Linked DNA regions of Zea mays: region 1 is linked to region 2. The links are chromatin contacts, called in public Hi-C maps. All regions are on one chromosome and are shown on one strand. Each heading gives the region's core, a stretch centred on a gene start, on an enhancer-like site or on the middle of the called end of the contact. The rest is flanking DNA. Distances are from core to core; before and after follow the strand shown. Region 1 has its middle 13 kb from the start of LOC103643023. Region 2 holds the start of LOC100281072.

The links. Hi-C and Micro-C count contacts between places; a contact is called where the count stands out from the background.
Region 1: a Hi-C map of tassel shows a contact between it and region 2, with 2.3 times the contacts expected there. The contact joins the enhancer-like site here to the promoter of LOC100281072 in region 2. A contact is called at or near these places in 4 of 25 Hi-C or Micro-C datasets (leaf and tassel).

The regions. Positions count from the first base shown.
Region 1 is chr1:199,619,670-199,626,380 of Zm-B73-REFERENCE-NAM-5.0, reverse strand. No RefSeq gene overlaps it. Among protein-coding and RNA genes, the nearest start is that of LOC103643023, 13 kb to the right of the region's middle. Within about 2 kb of position 5,395, at least 15 of the 20 cell types and tissues checked have an H3K27ac peak or open chromatin away from gene starts, as enhancers often do. A contact at or near this core is called in leaf and tassel, where this site is marked.
Region 2 is chr1:199,508,304-199,514,124 of Zm-B73-REFERENCE-NAM-5.0, reverse strand. LOC100281072 reads right to left here and starts at 1,410. Exons shown (of 3, transcript NM_001371973.1): 1 at 816-1,410; 2 at 369-670. The coding sequence starts at 1,041.

The DNA.
Region 1 (6,711 bases), core at 4,146-6,645, 110 kb before region 2:
GATTTGATCTCTTTGGTGTGTCTTGTATTGAATGCTATAGCTCTTGTAAGGGTTAGAAGTGTAGAAACTTGGATGCCAATGAATGTGGGGTGGTTGGGGTATTTATAGCCCCAACCACCACAAGGTGGTCGTTTGAAGTGTGCTGTCGCATGGCGCACCGGACAGTCTGGTGCGCCACCGGACACTGTCCGGTGCGCCTGCCACGTCACGGAGCCGTTGGATTCTGACCGTTGGAGCTGAAGTCTTCTGGGGCACCGGACAGTCCGGTGGTGCACCGGACAGGCACTGTTCAGTGACCGGTGCGCCACCTGTCGCTGCACTGACTCTGCCGCGCACTGTAGCGCATTGAATGCGTTCTGCAGACGACCGTTGGCGCGAAGTAGCCGTTGCTCCGCTGGCACACCGGACAGTCCGGTGCGCCACCGGACACTGTCCGGTGAATTATAGCGGACAGGCCTCCAGAATTCCTGAAGGTGAGCAGTTCGGAGTTGGATACCCTGGTGCACCGGACACTGTTCGGTGGAACACCGGACAGTCCGGTGCGCCAGACGAGGGCACTCTTCGGCTGACTTTTGCTCTCTATCTTTGAATCCTTTTTCGGTATTTTTATTGGTTTGTTGTGAACCTTTGGCACCTGTAGATCTTATAATCTAGAGCAAACTAGTTAGTCCAATTATTTGTGTTGGGCAATTCAACCACAAAAATCAATTAGAAAATAGGTGTAAGCCTAATTCCCTTTCAGAAATAACATCATATCATCATCCTCATCCTCGTCTCTCCACTTTCTAAGATGATCCCTTAATTCCACATTCATTGCTAACTAAAAATAATTCATGCCATATAGAATTGAACAAGCACATTAGTGAAAAGTATATAAGAATATTTAGTAATATATTTAAATACCTAAATGAGAAGGTATCGAGTCCGACGATGGTAGCTTATCTTCTCCAATTCATGTCATATGATGGTTACTAAACATGACTAGTATATTAAATGCAAGAACCACATGTAAGATTCTATAGATTATAGGATAAATGGAAAAATGCTAGCAGCACAGCCTGTAATCACTTTCACCAGATGAACAAAGACATGATCCAAACTAGCATCGCCGAAAGACATACTAGCTAGCTAGGATAGTTTCCACTCCGTCGTTGATGTCAGATAAGCAGACATGAACAGTCATAAAACCGATATCTGAAATGCAAGCTTAAATTCACTAGCTTTTCTTAAAAGGGGCCTTGTAGGAGCAGAGCAGAACTACTCCAATCAAAAACCTGTCATGATACTAGTATAATCGTTACTAGAAATAATCTTTTAACAATTTATTATTTGCAACTGATACACGAGGCATGTTCCCTCGTATTATGTGCATCCAAAAGACATGATTATAGTTCAAGTTCCTCGTATTTAACATATGTGCATCCAAAATACATGGATGTATTATAATTCAGGTTTACTGTCAGTTGTGAATGCCCAAAAGCCAAAAACAACGCCTGAAACCCAACGTTCAATTCTAGGAATATATAACACAATTCTAATACACTATAATCATCACATTATGCATGTATTTATCATTCAGAGCTAATCTTTAAAATTTGGAAGACATCCCTATTTTTGGAGGATATCGGCCGAACGGTGCATCATCGCCATTTCCTGCCGTCCACATACCAACGCGACTGCTATCATCCATTGATCGATCTGGTAGCCGGCCTAGTTCGCTGAATGCAGCATCCAATCCTGCTGCCATGAAGAGTTCGGCAGCGTCCACCATACCACTCACCCTCGTCCTCCTCGCGAGGGCGGCAGCATCCGACATGACCGGCGCCAGCAACTACCTCGTCTACTAGTTATTAACTAAAAATGTACTACTTCCAAGTTCGAACAGGAGGCTGGTAAAATCTAGAGTCCAGACTTAGCTGTGCCATCTACTAATTCCAAGTTCGATCCAGATCCATCTTCCAAGTTCGATCTAAGGAGAAACTAAAATCGCTGACGCGTAACCTACTTGACATCGCTGATCTAGATACTAAAACCGCTGATCCAGAAAGAAACATCCTTCTACCTGACATCGCTGATGCCATGGACGACGAAAGGAAGAGGAGGAGGACGTGCTTACTGGTGAGAAACCAGCCTTGTTGTGCACCTCTGTAGGATCCAGGCTGCCATTGTTGTGCGCCTGCTGCTGTAGCTTAGCGTGCCGCCGCCGGCCTCGCCTCACAAGAACTAGGCGTTGCCCTTCTCGTGCTCGTGCCTCCGCGTGGAAACGTTCCACGCCTGTCGGTGTTTGGAGTCCGACCGCGCACCCGGGGTTACCCCTCGAGGTGCTTTTTGGTAGGACGGCGTTGTTGACTGTAACTCAATGGTTCATGCGAGACACACGAGAGACGGTAGACAATTTTCTACAGGTTTGGGCCGCTTTGAGATGCGTAACACCCTACTTTCTGGTGTGGATCTTTATGTGGTGGGTTACAAGGGAAGTCTCCAGTATGGAGAAAGCTAGTGAGCTGAGTAGATGATCGATGAATCTGATAGGGTACCTCTAGGCCTTATATACTTGACTGTGGGGCATTACATGCGTGTATGATGACGATGTATACCTAAGTAATAGTGAACTCACTAAACTTATCTTTCTATAATCTTGCCGACTTATCCTTATTTTGTTCCGACGTCCGAGGGCGCTGTGCGGGAGAATCGGACCAGCGCCGTGGATAATGTTTGAATTCAACGAACCGCCTGGGTCTAAGTCTGCTTCTTCCTCATGTCGGCCCATTCCGCCAGCAATTCTTCCCTGGCCCACGAAGGGACGGCCTTGCGAGACAATAGACCCAAAGCCTTTCGCGAGGCCTTTTTGTCTTCTAATGGACCCGGGGATATACGTCCCCCACAATGCCGCTGCGGCGTGGGTGAAATCCCGGGCCAGACTAGGGGAAATTGACTGAGAAAAATTTGGGAAAGAAATCCAAGTGGGTTAACCGAACACAACTCTATTTTGGGCTGGGAAACTTTCTAGGCCGAGGTTATCCACGTGGACTGGGCCACGATCCCGGCCAATACCTCACTAACCGAGCATGGCCTAAGGAAAATGGGAGTTCAAACCCCTATGCTCCTGTTCATTTCAGAAAACTACGAAAATATGGCTTCTTTGTAGCATTGATTGAAATGGTCTAAGTGTTTCTGCAGAATAAACATATACTCATGTGTATATTTGAATATTCAGGAGCCATACGTTTGGAACATACAGGATCATTTCATTAATAATATAAAAGTGTTCCTTTTCATTGTGAAAGACTAACATATTCCATGCATTACAACAATTAATATCTGTACTCTGAAACAAATCTTGCACTTGAGCTGAATATGACACTTGCATTACAATCCTATGACAAGTACTACCGGTCTGCGATGAATATATGATCCTAGAACACGAGCACTAGGTCCATCTACTCTGGAAAGATCTTGACTCACAGTAACAATCCTCTATGAGTAGTAGCAGTATTCGTTTTTGTTTCCAGCTTGTCTGCTTCTTTTGCTTCTGCTTCCCCGTGGCCGGCCCTCGCAAACGATCAATCGGTCACTTAATTTGGGCCCCCCCTTCCTCTCCAGACCCCACCTCCAGCAGCCGTGCTGTACGCCAGTATAAAACTCCGCTGTTGCAGAGGCTCGAAAGGGAGAATAATGATCCCACGCTCAACGGTAGGCTCAACCAGAGTGACACCAAAGAATTGCAGAGCTTCTACCAGCTCTACTACAAGAAGTACATTCAGGCGCTTCAAAAAGTTGCTGGTAAAGCCGACAGGTCTGCCTCTTCCTCCTTTATTCTATTGCTATATGATTCACCTATTAGGCGTTCCATATATATATATATATATATATATATATATATATATATATATATATATATATATATATATATATATATATATATATAAATAACCATAAAATCATTACTGAACCAATTGATCAATGCATCCCCAGGGTTCGGCTCACCAAAGCCTATCAAACTGCCGCCGTGCTCTTTGAGGTCCTCAACAAAGCCATCAGTGTCTCCTGGAATATCAAAGCCGACCAACAAGCATCGCTACCACCTTTCTTGCTGGAGTACCAATTTTTCTCAAGATTGACTACATTTGTAGAAAATGTTTGCGAGACTTAAAAATCAATATATACTATTCCTAAAGACAAAATCAAATACTTTATATGGACTTGTTCAGGACAGCTGAAATGAGTAGATATGTTAGGAACTGATCAGTGATAACTGCTGACAAGGGAGACCATAAAAGTTCTTTATAAGCCTAATGGAGCCTATGCATTATATGCTAGCATCTTTCTAGAAATGAGTAATGCAACTTAGCAGTTCCAACTCCAAATACCAGCATTTAACCCAATAATAGAGTCAATCTAGGTGTGTGTTTAACTGCCAGGAACTAGCAAAACTTTAAACTGATGACACACCACAGCCACAGGTTCGAATGTTGGATGATTGATTAAACACATATACAAACCATAAGCGATGTGCACTGTCACACATTAGCATTTATCGAAAAACTACCCTGCAAAAAAAATAAGTATTTGTTCAAAACAGAACACGACTTGGGAGATCTCACCACTGCCAAAGCCACCTCCCTGGGAGTGGGAGGCACTTCCAAAACCACCACCAGATGAAGCTGCACCAGGCAAAACCACCACTTTTGGAAGCAAGAGCAGCAAAACCTCCACCAGTAGCAGCGGCGGCAAAACCAACACCTGCAGAAGCAGTTGGTGTGGTGCTGAAAAGCCCCCACCTGATACAACACCAGCAAATCCAGCATTACCTGAAGATAAATAAGTAAAGCAACCAGATGTAGGGAAAACGTTTTTTTTATCATCCATTAACGGCTGGACAGACTGAGCGTCTTAACCAATGTGTCGAAGTCTTGTTGGGCTGCTGCATCGTTCATTCACGCCAACACCAGTGGAGTAAGTGAACCTTCATCACAGAATTTTGGTACAATACCATTACACACACACACTCAACGTTGAGCAAATCTGCATATATTTGAGGTGCTCTATGTATACTTTCCCTCGGCAGCTGGACACTGCAAATCTGCAGGTGTGTTCTGTCCCAAGATCTGGAACAGTGGCTGATGAAGCGCGAGTGTTACTGTCTGTCTCAGTTGATTCAAACAACAGCTAGGACCGCTCTGAATTAGAGATTCAGGATGGCAATTCAATGTTTCTCAAACTAGTCCTATTCGGCCCGGCCCGGCCCGGTCGACACGCCGTTTGCATTAGCCTAGTGATGGGCTGTTGGGTTTATTTGCACGTAGGCTGTATTTGCAGCCCGACGATCCTGTCATCCGGTCGTCAACAACACATGATGGCCCATGCTCACTGCCCGTCCGCAGACGAAGACAGGGAGGGTATCAAGTCTTAATAATAGAGCGATATGATTACCACACAGCTAATCATCCTGTTCCTCCCTCTCCGTACTACAACGCACGTACGTGGGCCCGGCATGCGCTGCTAGCTATAGGTCTCATGAGCTTCTATATATATATAGGTAATATTGTAATGTAATCATCGTTGCTAGCTGTACTGGGAAGACGACGAGCTAGACGTCTCACCGGCGCTACCTGTCGGACGCACGAAACCAAACCGCGCATGCATGCATCGCCCAGCACAGCCACTGGAGAGTAATCCGGTCCCCCATAATCTCTACGGGCTCCATAAATAATTTCTCCAGGGGATCTCGTCGTGAAATGAGAATGAATGACCAGCGGAGTGAGAGACAGCACTGACGATGATAATTAGGGATGAAAACAGGACGGATACAGTCGGATACAGGGTCATTCCGTATCCTACCCTAATGTATTTCTCTCGGATACGGGACCGGATACGGGTAGTTAAGATTCGGGACGGATACAGAACGGGATCGGGTAATAATCCGGACGGGTAAGAAACGAATAACAGATACTACTCGGGTAGATACCGGATAATTGTCGGGTAGTTCGCTTCATCCGATGATATTAATTGACCAACCATCCATAAGTTAAGCAATACATAATCATGTATATGATAGATCAGATGTAAGAAAGGAAACCAGTAAAATTGACATCATGCAGTTCAAAGTTGCTTATCATAAGGACATTGTAGAACCAACACCGCAATATTTAAAATTCATAAATATTCTAGTTTTACTAAAAAATTGCAAATAAGTTACAAAAACTAATAAACATTTTTGAAAGGGAAATAGACTTTAAACCTTTTCCTAACTGATTTTGGTGGTTCAAATGCCACACACAAATAATTGGACTAACTAGTTTGCTCTAGAGTATATGTTCTACAGGTGCCAAAGGTTCAACTCAAAACCAATACAAAGATTAAAAAGGGTTCAAGAAGAAAGGAGCAAAGGAAACCGAAGTGCTCCCTGGTCTGGCGCACCGGACTGTCCGGTGCACCACCGGACAGTGTCCGGTGCACCAGGGAAGATCGACTTCAAACTCTTCACCTTCGGGTTTCCCAGGCGCACCTCCGCTATAATTCACCGGACTGTCTGGTGTGCCACCGGGCTGTCCGATGCGCCAGCGGAGCAACGGTCATCTGCGCGCAACGGTCGACTCTGCAAAGCAAACAATGCAAATCAGATGTCAGAGCAGACGGTCAGAGGGGCACCGGACTGTCCGGTGCCACATGAGGATAGAGCCTCCAACGGTCGACCAGCTCCAAGCCCTA
Region 2 (5,821 bases), core at 161-2,660:
TGATATGATCCCTCTCTTCTCGTATCCCTCAAAAAAAATCATCCCTTCTCGTAATCTCACAATCGATCTCAGGTAGTCAGGTACTGCTGGTATCATGTCACTAGCTAGCTAGCTAGCTAGATGTTTGCAGTTACTGACCTAATTAGCGTAACTTTGAGGGCTTAATATACCCTATATATAATACTCTATTACTGAGTCCCTGAACTTTGCCACTGTAACCAGATCAGTCATCAAAAGATCTACATGCATGACTTGTTACGTATGACTTCTGAGGGGGAGGGAGGGAGGGAGAGAGAGAGAGAGAGAGAGAGAGGCAAAGAGGTTGAAGCATGCACGCGGCGTATATGGAGAAGAGAAGAGTCACTCACGTTCTTGTGCAGCGGCGCGGCGAGGCGGTACTCGTGCATGACCCAGCCGGTCTTCAGGGCCGCCGACGGCAACGCCGCCGTCTTCTTCCGGCGGCGGGGCACGAACGTCATCGCCCTCTTCACGCCCACCAGGAGGCTCCCTCCGCCACACGGGCGGGGCAGCACCACCGGCTTCTCCTTCCCCGACGGCTTCCACCGCCCGCCCGCGGCCGCCCTGCTACCAGTACCAGCGCCGCTGCTCTTGCCGCCGCTCGCCGGCCGCACCGCGAAGAAGTATTTCTCCCCCTCGCTCCTCGTATCTGCTGGAGACAGGCAGCGCAAAAGAAGAAGAACAAAAAGATTGGACCTTTAGTTCTTTCTCTCCTAGTCCTTCCCAGCATAGCAGTGACAGACACAAACGATAGATGTTCGTTGGAGGCGTCATCGCGTGGTGGCGTGTACTAGTACCAGGGGCAGAGACGGCGACGACGTCCCAGGGGTCGCGGCTGTAGAGGTCGCGGAAGACGGGGATGACGGCGGCGGGGAGCGGCACGCCGATGGCCTTGCGCCGGAGGTACTGCACCACGAGCTCCTCGTCCGTGGGGCGGAACCGGAACCCCGGCGGGAGCTGCCGGAGCGCCTCCACGCCGCCGCCGCCGTGCCTCACCAGCACCGGGGCTCTCTCCGCCGACATGTCCCCAAAGAAATTCCTTTTATCACCGACTACTGCTACTGTGCTGCTGCTGCTGCTACACAGCTAGTACACAGCTAACGAGCTAGCTAGCACGCACCTGCGCGTGCACTGCTAGCTAGCTCTAGCTGCCGCTACGCACCACAGCTTAGCTCTAGCTGCTATAAGCTACCTACCTCCTGCCAGTTTGGCACAGGGGCAAGCAACTGTAGCAGCAGAGCTCGAGCTTGTTCGGTCACTTGGCGCGCGCAGGACGCGTGCAGTTGCTCGGAGCGTCCATGGCGAGCCGAGAGATTGAACAGAGAGACAGGGAGGGAGAGACTGAGAGCGGTTGGGGGAGGTCTGCGTGCGTGTGTTTTCCAGGGTGAGGAGGGAGGCTCTGGAGAAGAGAGAGGGGAAAAGGGCGGCTTTATAGGGTGCCCTGTTGCGTCGATCTTACTCCATCTATCCTCCTCCCTTCCTCAGCAGGCAGCTGAACGTCTGTACGCCATCGATCAGGCATCCAGCCCGGCCGGCGAAGTCCACCGTCGCTCGCGCGCCGGTTTCGTGAACTCCTTCCAGAATCTCCCACGAAGCTAGATGTGAATTGCAAACTACTGTTACTTGCTCCATGTCTTTTTTTTTATTTTACCTGTAGCCAGCGGGTTACAAATTACAATTCATCCACCGATACTGAACAGTAGAGCGCTCTGAATGTTCCGTGAACTACTGCATCTTACTCATCAACATCTTTTATTTTAAACTTTATTCTATAAACAATATTATCTATAGTAAAATAAAGTATTTTGTACAGTTATATACACGATCTGTTGCTCATAGACTAAGGTCATGTTTGCATCCCTTTTCTTCTCTACCGCCTGGCATCTAGCACTGCTTGGCTCAACGTCATACTATCGTCCTCCCAATCATTCCATCACCCCTCTAGCTCCTTCAATTAAATTGACGTCAACCCCTGAATTCCATGTCACGCATGTCGAAATTGGCTTAAGGCTCTATAACTACCCTTGATCTCTAGATAAGGCGAGTTGATGGATGGCGGCTTAGTACTTGAGCTTGAGTAGAGGTAGAGCTAGGCACTGGTTTAGGCAAGGAATTACTGGCCTTGGACTCCATGGTGATTCGCATTGCGGATGCTAAGAGACATCACAACGATAGATGAAACGACAATCTCTCCCTTTGCTAAATTCTATCGCACATCATGTGTAGGGTTTATAACATTTTCCTGATAGTAAAAGTTATATAGTGAAAATCTAGGATGCCAAACACATACTTTGTTTTCCAGCGGCTAAAACTACATAACCCAATAGTCTATAACTTTGCTAGCAAGGTAAAGCACATAACCAGGGTTGCATAATATAAATGTGAAAGCTTAAAGTGTGTTAGAGATCACTAGTACAGAGAAGTTCTATAGTGGCGGTTGTAAACCTATTTATAGTGGCGTTTTTCGTAACCGCCAGTGCTAGGGGCCAGTAGAAATCATCATTTTTACAGGCGGGTAACTGAGGACCGCCAGTGAAAATCGATTTTCACTGGCGGTCGGCATAATAAAACCGCCAGTGAAAATCGATTTTCACTGGCGGTCGACGTAATAAAACCGCCAGTGCAAATCGTTTCCAGAAAACATATTTTAAAAATAGTAAAAAAATTATTTTATTAGTCGCGGCATTTTTCGCGCGCTACGCGGTTGTTAGTGTTCGAACCGTCGACCTCACCCTCGCGCATACCCTCCCCTACCACTCCGTCTATGACATGTCTTGTGTCTAGTTTGTAGTTGTTTTCTTCACATATTACAACCATTTGAGTGTAAATTGCTTATTTGAGACCCTAAACGAATTCAAATATAAAAGTTGTCAACTACAAAGATAAATAACTTTTGAAGTTCTACAACTTTTATTTTGACACTTTTTTCATCCGAGGTAGTTTGCAAAATTTGAATTTTAAATTTGACATACTTAGATTCAATTTTTGAGAACCGAAATGAGTTCAAATAAAAAAGTTGTCAACTACAAAGTTTCATAACTTTTAGAGATCTACAACTTTTATTTTGATGGTTTTGTCATACGCGGCCGTTTGAAAAACTCGAAAAATTAAGGATAAAAATGATTTCTAGTGGCGGTTCCTTAAGAAAACCGCCACTAGAAATCGTATTTCTACTGGCGGTTCCTTAAGAAAACCGCCACTACAAATCATGGATTTCTACTGGCGGTTTTCTTAAGGAACCGCCAGTAGAAATACGATTTCTAGTGGCGGTTTTCTTAAGGAACCGCCACTAGAAATAGCACAGTCGGTGGATAATCGAATCCGTCTGTAAAAATATATCGTCCCCGCAGGCTTTGAGCCTTTTTCTACTGGTGGATATAAACTATTATTGGTACATCAGTATTTTTACAAAAGAATCAAGAAAGGTGTAGGCTTTCCTCAAATCGTCATTAGAGCCTCACGCAAGGTAACTCTGTGGCTATTACCCTGGACCTTTTCGCTGCATGCAAGTGGTATTGTAGCTAGGGATGGATGCAAAGGGGGGCTGCTGGCCTCGCGCGTTGGGTTAAAAGTAGTAGGAGTAGGTCTTGAAACCAGCCTAAATGTGCTACTCCACAATCTAACACGTATCAGCAACGACGACATCTAACAGGACAATATAATCTTTTGCCATCTTTATTGTGTGGTTGTCACAAAAAATGTCATGGTAATGACTCAGCTAAAAGTGCCATCTGCAAAGACAGAAACAAATTAAATGCCCCATCTGACACGCGTGCGCCACGACATCGGTCTCGTCTCAGTCTACGTCCTAACCCTAGTCGTCCGATACATGGCAACTGCGCTACCCGTGAGTCGTTGGCTCGTTGTTGTATGTCTGGTAGTTACCCTCCATCTGCTCCATGGCACATGTCTAGGCTCTATATCGACAAGTGGAAGTGGCTAATTGACCAAGTTGCCCACTAGAGATGGCAATGGGCTTCGATCTCCGATTCCCCGCGGGGAATTCCTCCGTTAGGGGATGTGGATGGGGAAGGTTCTCCCCCCGCGGGGATGTAAACGGGGAAAAATCCTCCCCCGACGGGTAAACATGGAAAAACATTTCCCATCCCCGTTCCTCGTAGGACCCATTAAACTTATATATGATGATGTTTTCATGTAATATATAATGATAAAAATAAATAATTATATTGTTAAGAGGTAATTCGTTGTACAAATATGTTTATTTTGATGTACACAATGATTTCTAACATTAAGTGACAATATTTTGAATTAATAATAAAGAAAATATGTCATGATTATAATTTAAGCGGGGATGGGGATCCTTGACGGGATTTATCCTCGCTGGGAACGGGGATGGGGAAGAAATGCCCCCCCGCGAGGAACTTTTTTCTGTCGCGGGGACGAGTATGTGGAGCCAAAACCTAATAGGGAATTCCTCGTTGCCATCCCTATTGCCCACAACAAGGTATCAGTCGTATGTTGCTAGACCACCAACGTCATGGTTGGCCGGTTTAGTAACCCCTTCTTTGATCCATTTATAGATGCGCTATTAAGTATAGCATAGAGCCGGTTTAGTAACCCCTTCTTTGATCCATTTATGGATGCGCTATTAAGTATAGCATAGAGCCGGAGCCATATGGATGCCTGTCAAACATGGCCTAATTACATGCTATCATGCAACTATGCAAGGCACTAGACCCAATTTACTACTACCTTCGTTATTAAATATTTGTTTTTGCTAGTTTTTGGACTAAAACGGTGAAAAAAAACCCAAGAGAGTACTAGACAATCTGGGTCTAAAGCAAGTAAGCAACACACATAAACAAACCACGTCATATATCAATACAAAGTAGAGGGACGTCCTATATATTATGCCGTGAACACCGGCCGGTACTGTAAGATGCATGCCAAACGGGGACGTTCTGACTTTATTATCTTTCTGCTATACTTTGCGCGCATCAACCTAAAAAAAGAAACCTTGCCGGACGCTAATGAGGCGCGCGCGGGAAACGTGAAGCCATAGCCATGTAGTAACAGCGGCTGAAGCTATCTATAGCCCAGATACCAAGCTTGCTTAACAGGCGTGGTTTTCGGCTTTTTTTTGTCGCAAACTAATCAGCAGCAGTCAGCTTTATTTCGCCCGGCAGATTTGGCGCTAGCTACTCCGATCCTCAGCCACGCAGACCAAACCAACGCAACTGACCGGCCTCCACTGACGGCTGACCAAGATGCTTGCATGGTGGGGTTTCTTTTCTTAACGCATGAAGCAAAGCAATGCAGTGGACACGCAGGCATGCAAATATATATAAATAATATAAAAAAAGGCAGCAGCATCTATATCTATCACCTCTGGCACTGGATTGAATAACCGAAGCCGTGCAAGCCAGTGTCAGTGGTGGTGTGTGAAGTGCAGTGATATGGCAGATTTGCTTGCAGGGCATCTCAATTGGTTTGGCTGGTTGGTAGAGCTAGCTAGCACCTTGCTGCATGCATATGTCCCCCTTGCCTTTTCTCCCTCCTCGATCTCCCCTTTTTTAGCTGGCTTTTCGTTCCTTGCTGCATTGCTCATGATCCATCGTCCATCGATCGGTTTCTTCCTTCCTACCTATATAGCTTAGCTAGGAGCATGCATGCTGCTTCCTTCTCTCTTTCGTACGTACGTGTCTTCCTCCTCTCTTTTGAGCACCTGCGGCTGCATGCGCACGCGCGCGCCGGGGCCTTTGCAATTGCATCGCCGCCAAAGCTCCTTTATATGTGGCCTACTAGCTAGATGGCATCTGATTCTTCTTTGGGTTACTACATT